Regions from separate parts of the Sus scrofa genome. Here region 1 is linked to region 2. The links are chromatin contacts, called in public HiChIP or PLAC-seq maps. All regions are on one chromosome and are shown on one strand. Each heading gives the region's core, a stretch centred on a gene start, on an enhancer-like site or on the middle of the called end of the contact. The rest is flanking DNA. Distances are from core to core; before and after follow the strand shown. Region 1 holds the start of RPL27A (60S ribosomal protein L27a). Region 2 has its middle 14 kb from the start of ST5.

Evidence for each region. HiChIP or PLAC-seq counts read pairs in DNA pulled down with a chosen protein or histone mark.
Region 1: an H3K27ac HiChIP or PLAC-seq map of skeletal muscle shows a contact between it and region 2. The contact joins the promoter of RPL27A here to the enhancer-like site in region 2. A contact is called at or near these places in 1 of 5 promoter capture datasets (fetal skeletal muscle), 7 of 47 Hi-C or Micro-C datasets (embryonic fibroblasts, fibroblasts, heart right ventricle and 2 more) and 1 of 2 datasets of contacts at active chromatin or transcription factors (skeletal muscle).

The regions. Positions count from the first base shown.
Region 1 is chr9:708,275-714,161 of Sscrofa11.1, reverse strand. It overlaps RPL27A (60S ribosomal protein L27a), which reads left to right and starts at 1,752. Exons shown (of 5, transcript XM_003482496.4): 1 at 1,752-2,968; 2 at 3,333-3,396; 3 at 3,781-3,856; 4 at 4,389-4,563; 5 at 5,452-5,631. The coding sequence starts at 2,966. The coding sequence ends at 5,580. It overlaps TRIM66 (tripartite motif-containing protein 66), which reads right to left and starts at 2,591. Exons shown (of 23, transcript XM_021062260.1): 1 at 2,467-2,591; 2 at 364-587. The coding sequence starts at 2,480.
Region 2 is chr9:636,659-642,637 of Sscrofa11.1, reverse strand. No RefSeq gene overlaps it. Among named protein-coding and RNA genes, the nearest start is that of ST5, 14 kb to the left of the region's middle. Within about 2 kb of position 2,442, at least 29 of the 83 cell types and tissues checked have an H3K27ac peak or open chromatin away from gene starts, as enhancers often do. A contact at or near this core is called in fetal skeletal muscle, liver and skeletal muscle, where this site is marked.

The DNA.
Region 1 (5,887 bases), core at 503-3,002, 72 kb before region 2:
CCCGCTCAGAGCCGCTGACGGCGGGAAGCCGACCGCCCCGACCAGGCCCACGGAGCCTCGCTCCCAGCCACGTGGCTGCCCAGTGAAGCAGAGGGGCTGCGCGGAAAGCCGGGGCAGAGAGCCGTCCAGGGCGCTTCCCTGGCCCGAGGTCAAGCCGCCGAGGAGACGAAGGTCAAGCGAGCCCAGAACCCGACGCGGGGCGCTGGTCGGCAGAGGACGGGCCCGCGCGCCGAGAAGCCAGCCGGCCGACGCCCCTGCGGCAGAGCCCCGGCCCCCGGCCCCTGCAGCCCTGGTCCTGGCTGCAGCCCCTCCGTGCTGGACACCGGGGGTGACCTTTCCTTGCCCACGCTCTGCCCGGCTCACCTCCTCGGGGCCGTGTCCAGGGAGCTCCGCTCACCGCTCGCGCACGCACGGGCCGCTCCTGATGCCGGATGGAGGGTGACCTCTTCTCAGGCCTTGCCCCCGACGCCCCAGGCCCCTCTTTCTGCTGGCGACAGGCAGCATGGGACGAAGGGCTCCAGGCCCGATGAAGGCCCCAGCACTGTGAGGTCAGAGGGCGTGTGGTCACTGAGGAAAGGGCAGGAGACCTGGAGGGACAGAGACCAGGCCCGGCTCTGTCTCAGCAGCCCTGGCGCCTGGCAGCCAGGCAACCTGCTGGGCCTCGGTGCCCTGCACCCGGGGCTGGGGGTGCGGACCCCTGAGGCACATGCACTCTGGAAACTGCAGCCTGTGTTCGGCTATTATAGCTGGGCACTGGGAGGGGATAAGGTGGGTCTCTGAAGAAGGAGAGGAAGCTTCAGGACCTCCGGTCAGGAGGGGGAGTATAGCTGGCATGAGAAACAGGACCTCACAGGAGGAAGGGCAGCAGGGATGGCTCAAGTTTGGCTGCAGTAGAAAACCTGTGTCGGAAAGTGGAGGGGAGTCTGCGCTGTTCTCTGGGGCCAGCTGGGGCTCCTGAACTTGTTGATGAAGTAAGTGAAAGCATGAGAGTCGTGGCTGGGGAAGATGAACCTGGCAGAGGCGTGAAGGACGGAGGGGCTGGAGGGGGGAGTGCAGGCAGGGTGATCACAGGAGGGCGCTGAACCCCAGAGAAGCGATGTGAGAAGGGCCTTCACGAAGGAGTGCCAGGAGGGCTAAAAAAGGACTTGGTGACAGCGTGTCAGAGAAAAGGATGCTCAGGATAATTTTTTCCGTCTCCCTGACATCCCTCGGAATGTCGGAGGGAAACTAGCCCGTAATTAAGTGAATACGACTGTGGAGTCAGCAACACAGATGAAGACGGAAGCCACCCAAGATGAGCTCGCCGGAGAGACGGCATCCTACGAAACCTTAACAGGGGCAAGCACAGACGGCTGAAGAATACCAACAGTTAAACGGTGGACAAAGGCAGAAGAACCTGAAAGGAAGACTGGTAGGAAGAATGCAAGAGGTGCTCTAGAAAAAGAAGTCAAATGGGTTAAGACAGAGTACAAGTGCTATGGAGAAGAGTCCATGCAGTTTGGAGTTTGGTTAATTGATGACTTTGGTAGGAGCACTTTAATTACAATAATGGGACTGAGGGCTAGACTGTGATGGATTAAAGGATGAACAGGAAACTAGCAAATGCACAGGATTTGTTGACTGCTCTTTGGGTGAACTTGGCTGAAAAGGAAGGAGCAAGGGTAGGAAAGAGAGACAGGGAGAATTTAGGATATTTTAGCTAAGCAGTATTTTAGCTTTACAGAACATGGCACAGAAACCACACACACACACACAGACTAACTGATGGACTGTGATCCTGAACACTGGTTGAGACTTAACACGGGAAGGGTGCCCCCTCCACTTTAGTTAACGATCATTTGTTGAACATGTACTACATGCCGGGAGCTGGGAGTACATGGATAAAAAGAAAATAATCCTCCAGTCTTTGAGGAGTTTGGTCCAGCAGGAAAGACAAACGCAGATCAAGATTCTCTAAGAGCCACGCCCTAGATTTTTGAGGAGGCCCAGTGGGGGCATGTGAGCAACCGTGACCGGATGGGTCAGTTTTCCAAGAGGGGACGCTCACTTTGGGTCCAGACTGAGCGGGGGTTCTCTGTCCAGAAGAGGAGGGGCTCACAGGCGCGCCCAGTAGGTGCCAGTGAAAATTACAAGAGAGCGGCGGAAAATCTACAGGGTCTGGAGAGTACAGGACCTTAACGCGAGCAAGCGCAGAGGTCCCTGAACTGAGGCTGTTCAAAGCGAGGACAAGGCCAGGACCAGGCACAAGGGCGAAGGAGCGAGGAAGACCGAGAGCGTGGGCGCGCAGGCCCGGGAAGGTGGGCGAGACATCAAAAACGGAGCCTAAAAGGACCAGAGCGAGGCTAACGAACCCGACTGGCGTCCGTGAGGACGCGGGTTCGGCCCTGGGCCCGCTCAGCGGGTTAAAGGCCGGCCTTGCTGCGGCCGTGGTGCAGGCTGGCGGCCACAGCTCCGACTACCCCTGACCTGGGACGCTCCATACGCCGCGGGGTGAGGACCCGGTGGGCACCGAAGGCCAAAAGTGGCTCCTCACGCGGCCAGGGGACAAGCCAAGCGGCCGCTACGCCCGGCCCGAGCCAGCCACCAAAACCAGAGCGAGACCCGCGGGACTGCTCAGGGCTGCGGCGGTCGGCGGGGAGCTGAGACCGGCGGCCCCGGCGGCTTTCCCGCCCGCGGCGCGCACCGCAGCCCTCAAGCCCCGCCCCCGGCGGCAGAGCTCAGCCTGCGAGCGCCAGCGCACTCACTGCACCGCGCAGGGCTCCCGGCCCCGCCGCCGCCCCCGGAACAGCTCTGCGATGGCGAGCTCAACCCCCGGATGCGAAAACGGCAAGACCTGTAATCGCGCGAGATCCGCGCCCTCGCAGGCCCCGCCCCCCGAGCCGGAAGTGAGGCGTGGGCTCCGCCCCTGGGCCCGATAGCTCGCGAGACTTTGCCGAGGCCTTCCTCTTGCGTCGCGGCCGCCGACATGGTAGGTGATTGTCCTGGTCCGCCCGTGTGGTTGCTACCCTAGGCCGCGAGCTTTGCTCACCTGCTCCCCCAGCCACCTGCTCCCGCCTTTGGCCTCATCCTCCAGGCCGCTCACGTCCGGCCGCCGGCCGGGGCGGCCGGGACGGGGCGGGGAGCCTGGGGCCGCGTGTTCTTCCCGGAGTCCGGATTCCTGAGACACGCGGACCCGGGCGCCTCCCTGATGAGAACCAGGCGGTGATCAGCCTGGTTCAGCTTCGCTGAAGGCGCCGCAGAGCAGACCCCCGCCCCAGCCCCTTCCCAGGCTGGCAAGCGTGGCCCCCGCCCCACCTCCCAGGGCCTCACCCCGGGCACCTTTTCCCACACAGCCGTCCAGACTAAGGAAGACCCGGAAACTCCGCGGCCACGTGAGCCACGGCCACGGCCGCATCGGTAAGTGCCGGTTTCCCGTCCTGGCCGGCCTCGGGCTGTCCCCGGCAGATGAGCTTAGAGAGGTGGGTGAAGCTTTGTGCGGTGGAGCCCGTCGAACTTGATCGTTAGCCGTTGGCCTTTTCTCTGAAAACCCTCCGCTTTGAGAGGATTTGATATCATTTGGGGGCCTGCAGATTGAGCGGGGCTCAGTCTTGAATTGGTTGAAGGCCAGTTATTACCGCGTTAGTGTTGCGACGGGAAGCCTTGCTTCGCAGTGTTTAGCCTGGAGCCTAGAGGGATAGTGTTGCCGGTTGCTAACAGCCTAAGCAAAGGCACAGAAGCACGGGCGCGCTTTTGCAAGCGCTCGGAGGAGACCGTTGGCCATGTAGCTGTGTGCTCCTGCAGGCAAACACCGGAAGCACCCAGGAGGCCGGGGCAATGCGGGTGGCATGCATCACCACAGGATCAACTTCGACAAATAGTGAGTGTTGTCAGCGTGTGCTTTCACGGTACTGAAAACCGCGGGTGTCGGGGCAGAGGGTGGCTGGGAACGTCTCTGATGGGAAGCAAGCTTTTGACTACTTGCAAAACTTGCTTGTTGTTGGCTTTTTGTCCTGTGGACATTTCATGGGAACTGAGAGCTCGAGGCTAGAGTCACGCTTGGGTATCCGCTGTTGCCTCAGTGTGCTAGAGTCCTCGAAGAGTAACCGCTGAGCTTATTCACTGGCTGCGCCCCCTGTGGCATAGCCAGTCACCAGGTTAGTGACATGCATTGAATTGACTTACACAACTGTTAGATCCACGTAGGCCTGCAAGTTAATGGGATAGTGTTTGCCCTATTTGTTTGGGGACCTCTGTTACAGAAGTGTGTGATGTACCTACTATGGTACTCTTTTCGCATCATTGAACAACCTACGCTGTTTGTGGTTATGTGCGGAGATGACCCATAAAGATGGTGAACATAGCTTTTTAATGAGAGTGAGGTTGTGAAAATGGTTGTTTTCGCTTCACAGTCACCCGGGATACTTTGGAAAAGTTGGTATGAGGCATTACCACTTAAAGAGGAACCAGAGCTTCTGCCCAACTGTCAACCTCGATAAATTGTGGACCTTGGTCAGTGAGCAGACACGGATAAATGCTGCCAAGAACAAGACCGGAGCTGCTCCTATCATTGACGTGGTGCGATCGGTAAGTAGGTTGAACATTAAATGGGCCCTTGCCTCTCAAAAAAACCAAACAAACAAACCTGCTTGATCTCCCACTTTAAGTCTATACCCAGCTACCTGTTCTACCTTTTGGTGGAATTGCCACAGGTGAATCACTGTTCCAAGTTGAACTGTTGTTCAATTATGACTCACGCAAAACATTCGAAGAGTAATCCTTCCACTTGCTTGGTCTTTTACTTCATTTTCACTTGAGTGTTTTTCCAGTCATTGATTTTGTTCCTGTCAGTGCCCCGGTCGGTGTGGGTTTCTCAGCTGCACCACTGGTGGTAAAGGCAGTGAGCTGCCTCTGGTCTCTTTACACCAGCCTGCCTGAGGCACAGATCTGCATCCTTCTGTTTTTCGCAGAATAAAACCCGAATGTGTTCAGTCATTATTCAAGGCCCTACATTATCTGAAGAGATTTCCCCTCCCTTCCTTCCAAAGAAGCATTTTTGAAAAGCTTTGGGCGTTCTGGCCCTTGTGTCGGCCTTAAACCCCCAGGGGTATGGAGGTAGTCAGAACCTTGCGGGGGGCTTTCGGTAGTTTTAAAATTCTCTTTTTTGCGTATTTAACATTCTCTGAGCGATGTTGATGACCAGGACTTGGAGCCTTGCTGGAAGAGAGAGGAGCTTTGCCCGAGACTAGAGTCACATCCCGACAGTCCTTGTCCTGGTGTGCTACAGTCCTCGGAGAGAATCTGCTGGTCTCGATTCACTGGCGAGGGCAGTCAGTGCCCCCGGGAGTGCCCAGATCAGAAACATGCCCTTGGCGCTTCCTGGATGGAGTGGGTTAGCAGGCGTCTTTCTTCGTACCCATCACAGAGTTGGTGACTGTCATGGTGCGTCATAAACCCTTTTCTCTGTTCTTCCAGGGTTACTACAAAGTTCTGGGGAAGGGAAAGCTCCCAAAGCAGCCTGTCATCGTGAAGGCCAAATTTTTCAGCAGACGAGCTGAAGAGAAGATTAAGGGTGTTGGGGGGGCCTGTGTCCTGGTAGCTTGAAACCACATGGTGGGAAACTCATTAAATGTTGACAAGTGCTTTTCTCTTGTAGTCTGAGTGTAGGTTCTTTGCCCCTCTGCCTCCTTCCCAGTACAGCAGGAACCCACCTACCAGGTTCTGGGAGTGAGGGTGTGAGAACCTGGCCTCTTGTGCCTACTCTCCTAAGAAAGAATGGGAGAGAGCACCAGTGCTCAGAGGCCTTGGCCAGTTACCTAATACGAGCCTTTTCATTTATAAAGCGAGTGGTAACCTGTTGATCATGTGTATGTGATAGAGATAAAAGGCCTGTTGGCATCGTGTGCTCTGA
Region 2 (5,979 bases), core at 1,193-3,692:
TTTAACCAAGCGAGAGCCAAATATGGCCAACTAGGAAGCAGCAAACTTTGTCATCTTCTGGGCAGTTTTTCTCCAGCTAATCGCCTCATTCCAAGCTTACTACAATGGCCTCTGGTTACGGAAAGCGCCCTTCCCTGAGCGCCAGCCCAGGGAGGTCCCAAAGCAACGTGAAGCGTCCCTACCATCACCACGAGGGCCCTTTGTTCGTCCATCTCAGGCCGCCGGCTCCCACACCAGAGACTGAGAACCCGGAACCACAGCACCACTGTGTCATTCCTCCCTGCGGGCTCTGAAAGGGCCAATCACACCAAATCCAGGTTCCTCCACTTCCCCGGAACGCTGCCAAATGCCAGCCAGTCTCACTCCTCTCCCCTCTCGTCAACCACCCCCACCCGACCACCGCCGTCCCCCACCCTCCACGCACGCGCACACACACCACACGCACACACACGTGCACACACACGCGCGCTTCTCTCTCCAGACAGGACACCTCCTGCTCCAAACCTCTTCATGTCTGCATCCATGTCTTACTTTTCAAACCATTTCCAGCCTGGGGTCGTCTCTGCCCTCGCTGCCACCTAAATCCCATCCATGCTCCAGGCCCAGGTCAAAGGTCCTTCTTACACGTGGGCTAGGAAACATCAGGTCCACAAACAATGGCCAGGCACCGTCTGTGAGGACACTGGTGACAGGGTTTCAGCAGGCCACACCCTTAGGTGATAAGCCACCCTCAGACCCAACGACAACAACTTAGCCCTCTCGCTCCTACTCAAGAAAGGCTGCTGGACCAGGAGTCAGAGGGCCACCATTGTGGGAAGAACCCTGGCAACCGTGTAAATTGTGCACCTCGATGAACCCATTCCCACAAACCCGGGTCCTTCAACTCCTGCAGTAACGGGTGGAGGGACTCCACGTGACGCAGTGTGTTCTGAGGCATTTGCTCTTTTCTCCCTGAGGGAAACACAAGAGGTTCTCCACGCGCCAACGTAGAGACCCAAGACTCGGCGGGAGGAGAGCCCCAACCCACCCCAGTGTCACGTCCGGCCGTGGAGACTCACTGCCCTCCGCCCCGCGTCCTCCCCGCAATCGGCCTGAGCCCCAAGCCTCGGGGTCAGTGCATCGCACGTGCGTCTCCGCCACTGCTTCTTACAGCGCGACGGTTTGGCCTCCTGCTGGTGAGGTCACCCTTCCCGGCAAGACTGAGTCAGCCTGGGACCCCGTCTAGAGAAGCTCACAGCGCTCGTGTGCTCAGGTGTGCTTGGTAGGCCAGGGCTGCCCGGAGGCCACAGCGCCTGCTGATCGATGTCTGGCACGTGTGGCCAGTGGCCAGAGCCTGACCGAACAGGCAGGACACAAAGCAGCAGCTGCCATCAGCCCTCGGATCGCTGGCATCTAGCTCGGAGGCGTGTACGCCTGCGCGGGGCGTCGTGTCCAACTGGAACAAGAGCTGAAGTCTTTGAAACCTGGAGCATCAGGCAGGGTCATCTCCCACTCGGCCCCCAGGCTGCCCCGCGGGCGGCCCCGCCAAAGGCTAGCGGGAGGGCCCGGGCACAGTCGGAGCATCGGCAGAGGCCTCGCCACACGTTTGCCGCCCCTCCCCCGCCGCTGACCACCCACTGGTCAGTCTGCACGCGCGGGTCCACGTGTCTGGGAGTCGGGCTGTATTTACACTGCCCGCGTCTGTTGTTAGCAACAGAAACCAAGTGCTTCAAGGCAGAAAAGGCCGGCCAGCCAAACTGGCCTGCCGCCCCCGGCCGGCCCCAGCTCCGGGAAGCGGCTGCCAGCCACCCTGCGAGCTCCTGCTGACCACGTGGGCCGATGGCGCCCACATTCAGGGCAGCTGGCCGGAGCCAGTCCCCCAGGTCGGTCACCGCCGGGCGGCCCCGGCACAGCCCCCCTTCTTCCCTGGAGGCCACACCTCAACACCGGTGCCCCCGCCTGCCTGCTGCGGCCTCCCGCCAGCGCCGAGGACACCCGCACTCCTCCCTCGGTCGCGAGGGACTCTCCAGATGAGCGCTGCCTCCCCAGACCCCGACCCCGACCCCGCCTCCCCGGCCTCTCCCCCCTTCAGTTCGTCCACAACGGATCGTGGCCCCGGTTCTGGCGTCAGGCTCCTCGATACAATCAGCGGTGAGCAGGGCCCCTGCTCTGTTCTCGGCAGAGGAAAAAGGGAGATGTGACTCCTGCGCTCAAGGGGCTCACGGACTATCGACAGGAACTGACGCCACGTGAGAGCCAGACCGAGCAGTCCAAGGTTCGTGGGCGGGAGGGAGGGGGCTCAGACGGGGTTGACGTGGGGGGGAGACGCGAGACAGGTTTTCAAGGACAAACAGCAGGTGAACAGAATGAGACAAAAGGCCCTTTGGCATGAAGACTCAGGCTGTGACTCCAGGTCCCAGGGCAGGAAGAAGGCAGGCCTGCCAGGTGCGAGGGAAGGAACCGAACCTGCCCCACGGCTGCCACACCCTCCGGTCCCTCTGCTCCTGCCTCTGCCGAGAGCGGGCTCGGTGCTTCCTCCTTCTGAGCGGGGCAAACGCCCTCCCCAGAGTGCCCACAACACCCAGCCCGGCTCCTGAGCCGGAAACACCCTGCTGGACCTCTCGGTGCTCCAGGCTCCCGCTCCCACACGGGCCGAGCCGCGTGCTCCCCCGGCCGCACAGGGGGTCTCTTCTCGGCTGGCTCGGGTCAAGCTGTCTTCACTCACCAGAGCAGGAGAGGGTGCGAGGCTTTAGTGCCGCCTCTGGTCCCGCAGGGCCGGTCTCGCCTCCTCCCGCTCACACGCGCCGTCATCCAGCTCATGTGTTCCGAACACCAGCAGGTGCGCGGGGCCTGGGTCCATCCTGAGTTGACGTTCTAGTGAGGTGGGCACAAACGACCACCAACCCTGGGAAGGAGCCACCGCAGACCAAAGGCCGCGGGCTTAGGTGCGGGGGCGCGGGGGAGGGGGTGTTACTCTAGGTGAAGACGCAGAGCGGGGTCGGGGGGGCTGCCCTTGCACTGGCCCTGGAAGGTCAAATGGCACAGGACGAGGCGGGCCGTCCTGGGCAGAGGGACAACGAGAGCACAGCCCTGGTGGCAGGAAGGCAGCGACAAGAAGGGGAGCAAGACAGTCTCATGGCAGTTGGCCCGGAAGGGGGCCAGAGACAGAAAAACACCAGACCCCAGCGGCCTCTGAGAGCCAGACTAAGAATCCCACCTTTTCTCTGCGAAGTCAAGAACATTTTCTGAGAAAGGAATGATGGATCAGAAACCGTGCTTCCAAAAGAAGGGGCCGTCCTCAGAACCCAGGGCTGCAGCAGAGGGGTCTGCTTCTGTGGTCGCCCAGGGCTGGCGATTTCAGGCCAGGAGGGAGGGCGGAGGTCAGCTGGTCGGGTACAGCGGCAGAAGGCATGTCTTTGAGGCTGGGGTCCTGAGGACGAGGACCGGCTGGAGAAGCAGGGGCCAGAGGGGCCAAGAAAGCGTAGGGCGTGGGCGTTCGGGAGCTTAGGGAGGGGCAGAAAGCATGCAGCGTCCCAAACTCCAAAGCAGAAGCGCTCAGGCGATGAGGCCTTAAGAGGAAGGACTTCTCAGAGCCGAAAAGGCTGAGGGGCTGTGAGGCGGCAGCCTTGCCGGGTTCTCGGCGGGAAGCCCCGGGTCCTAGTTCCGCCAGACAGGAGACTGGGAAGAAGGCTGGAGGCAGTGAGCAGGGAAAGCAAGGAGAAGCGACGGGCCAAAGAGCGAGGCCTTCAGGCAGGAGCGGCTGCCAGGCGGGTGCAGGGTGAAGGTCGGGACGGGAAGAAGCCGCTGCAGTAGAGGAGCCACAAGGGAGGCGCCCTCTTCAGGGAGAAGCGGGGTTTCGGGCAGGAAGGAGAAGGGAGAAAACAAGAGGCGGGACCACTTTCTGTCCCTCCGTCCAGGCAATCCCGTGCCTTAGTGACCCAGCATCAGGCAGGGCTGGCAGGTGGAGCACTCGGACACGCGGGTCTGCAAACAGCACAGCTCTGCGGGGGGGCAGCTCAGGAGCACACACGTCCAGAAGAGACACACTCGCACAGTGACACCCTGCATCAAGTCAAGAAAAACAAGCCACAGCCAGGAAGGAGACACTGCAAAGCACCTAAGTCACAAAGGATTAAAAAGAAGACCATATCAAGCACTTGGAGAAGCAACAGGAAAGAGACAACCCAAGTGAAAAACAGGCGAAAGAGAGGAAGAGACGATTCAAAGCCAAGGAAACCCAGATAATCAATAAAACACGAACCGAACCGGCACTCCGCCTCTGAAACCAGGAAAACGCAAACGAAGCCACGCGACGCTGCTGCACAGTCGAAGAGTGGAAGACACCGAGGCGTGAAGACCCTCCAACGTTAGCAAAAACGCCGGGAAAGAAAAACTGTCGGCATTGCCGGTAAACACGTAAACCACCACCAACAGCGAGCAGGTGTGGCCTCGCAAGGGGAAGCATCGCACACGCCGCTCCCGCCGGCTGGTTTACGGGGACGCGAGCGCGTTCCCCGTATAAGAACGCTGGTTACTCACAACACGCGGAAAGGCTCTGATCTCCCCGCAAGACTACACAGCGGCTCATCACACACCAATTAAACGGAACGATTTTATCCAGGCCCACTTTCCGACAATGACACGGGGTAAAACAAGCCCCTGCCAACGGCTGCGTGGAGAAATGGTGTCGAGTGTACAAAACTGAACACACACGCTGCTCTACATCATCCAAGGACACACAGAGAAGACGACCGCGTGCCGGGTGAGGAGGCTTAGCGATTTCCGAGGGGAAAGGACTGGGAAAGCTTATGCGGAGCCGCCGTATTTTTTCCTTTTTTCTTTTCTTTGTCTTTTCTAGGGCCACACCCGTGGCCTATGGAGGTTCCCAGGCTAGGGGTCGAATCGGAGCTGTAGCCACCGGCCTACACCACAGCCACAGCAACGCAGGATCCAAGCCACATCTGCGGCCTACACCACAGCCACAGCAACGCAGGATCCAAGCCACATCTGTGGCCTACACCACAGCCACAGCAACGCAGGATCCAAGCCACATCTGCAGCCTACACCACAGCTCACGGCAACACTGAATCTGAGTCACTATCCAGCCATGTCTGCGACCTACACCACAGCTCACGGCAACGCCAGATCCTTAACACACTGAGCGAGGCCAGGGATCGAACACACAACCTCATGGTTCCTCGTCAGATTCGTTAGCAACTGAGCGAAGGGAACTCCAGTCATATCTGTCATATTTTAAAAAATTTTAAATAAGAGACCTGAAGCAAATACAGTAAAATGCTAATATTAAATCTGAGTGGTGGGTGCACAGGTTTTCATTAAATCAACTTTTTTCTTTTGCTTTAATATTTGTCTGTGGAAGATACCCAAATAATATTAGTCAAAAAAGGAAGTTTCGACACAATGCTATGTGCGTTTGTTTTTTGCTTTTAAAGAGCAAACCTAGAACATATTAAAAAAAAGGGTTTAATCCCAAAACATAACAGTACTTAATGCTACTCTGGTAATGGGGTGATATGTGATTTTGGCTTTTCTTCCTAATAATTTTTGCTGTGTACAAATATTCTGCAACGAGCATGGCTTTCTTCTATTATTTAAAAATTGTTGAAGTTAGCTGACTTTGCACACAAGAATTGAAAAAGTAAAGGAAACGTGGAGAAGCTGGTCTGCCAACAGGAGGGGCTTTTACCGGGAATAGGGCAAGAGGTTGGCAGGGAAAGAGGGAGGCAGGGTGGACAGAAGTCTGACCAAAGCTCTACAAAAATGAAGCGTTGGGAGAGCAGGGATCAGAGGGTCACACACCCGAGGGAGAATCTTCCAACAGGAGACGAAGGCAGAGGCAGACGGTCCCCGAGACCCAGAGTCACGGCTGTGCTGACTGCACAGAGCACGAGGCAGCGAGGACCACGCGGCCCCCAGTCCCACTCACAACGCTGGTAACCGCTCATTCTCCATTCAGAGTCTGAACCTGGCAGAGAAACC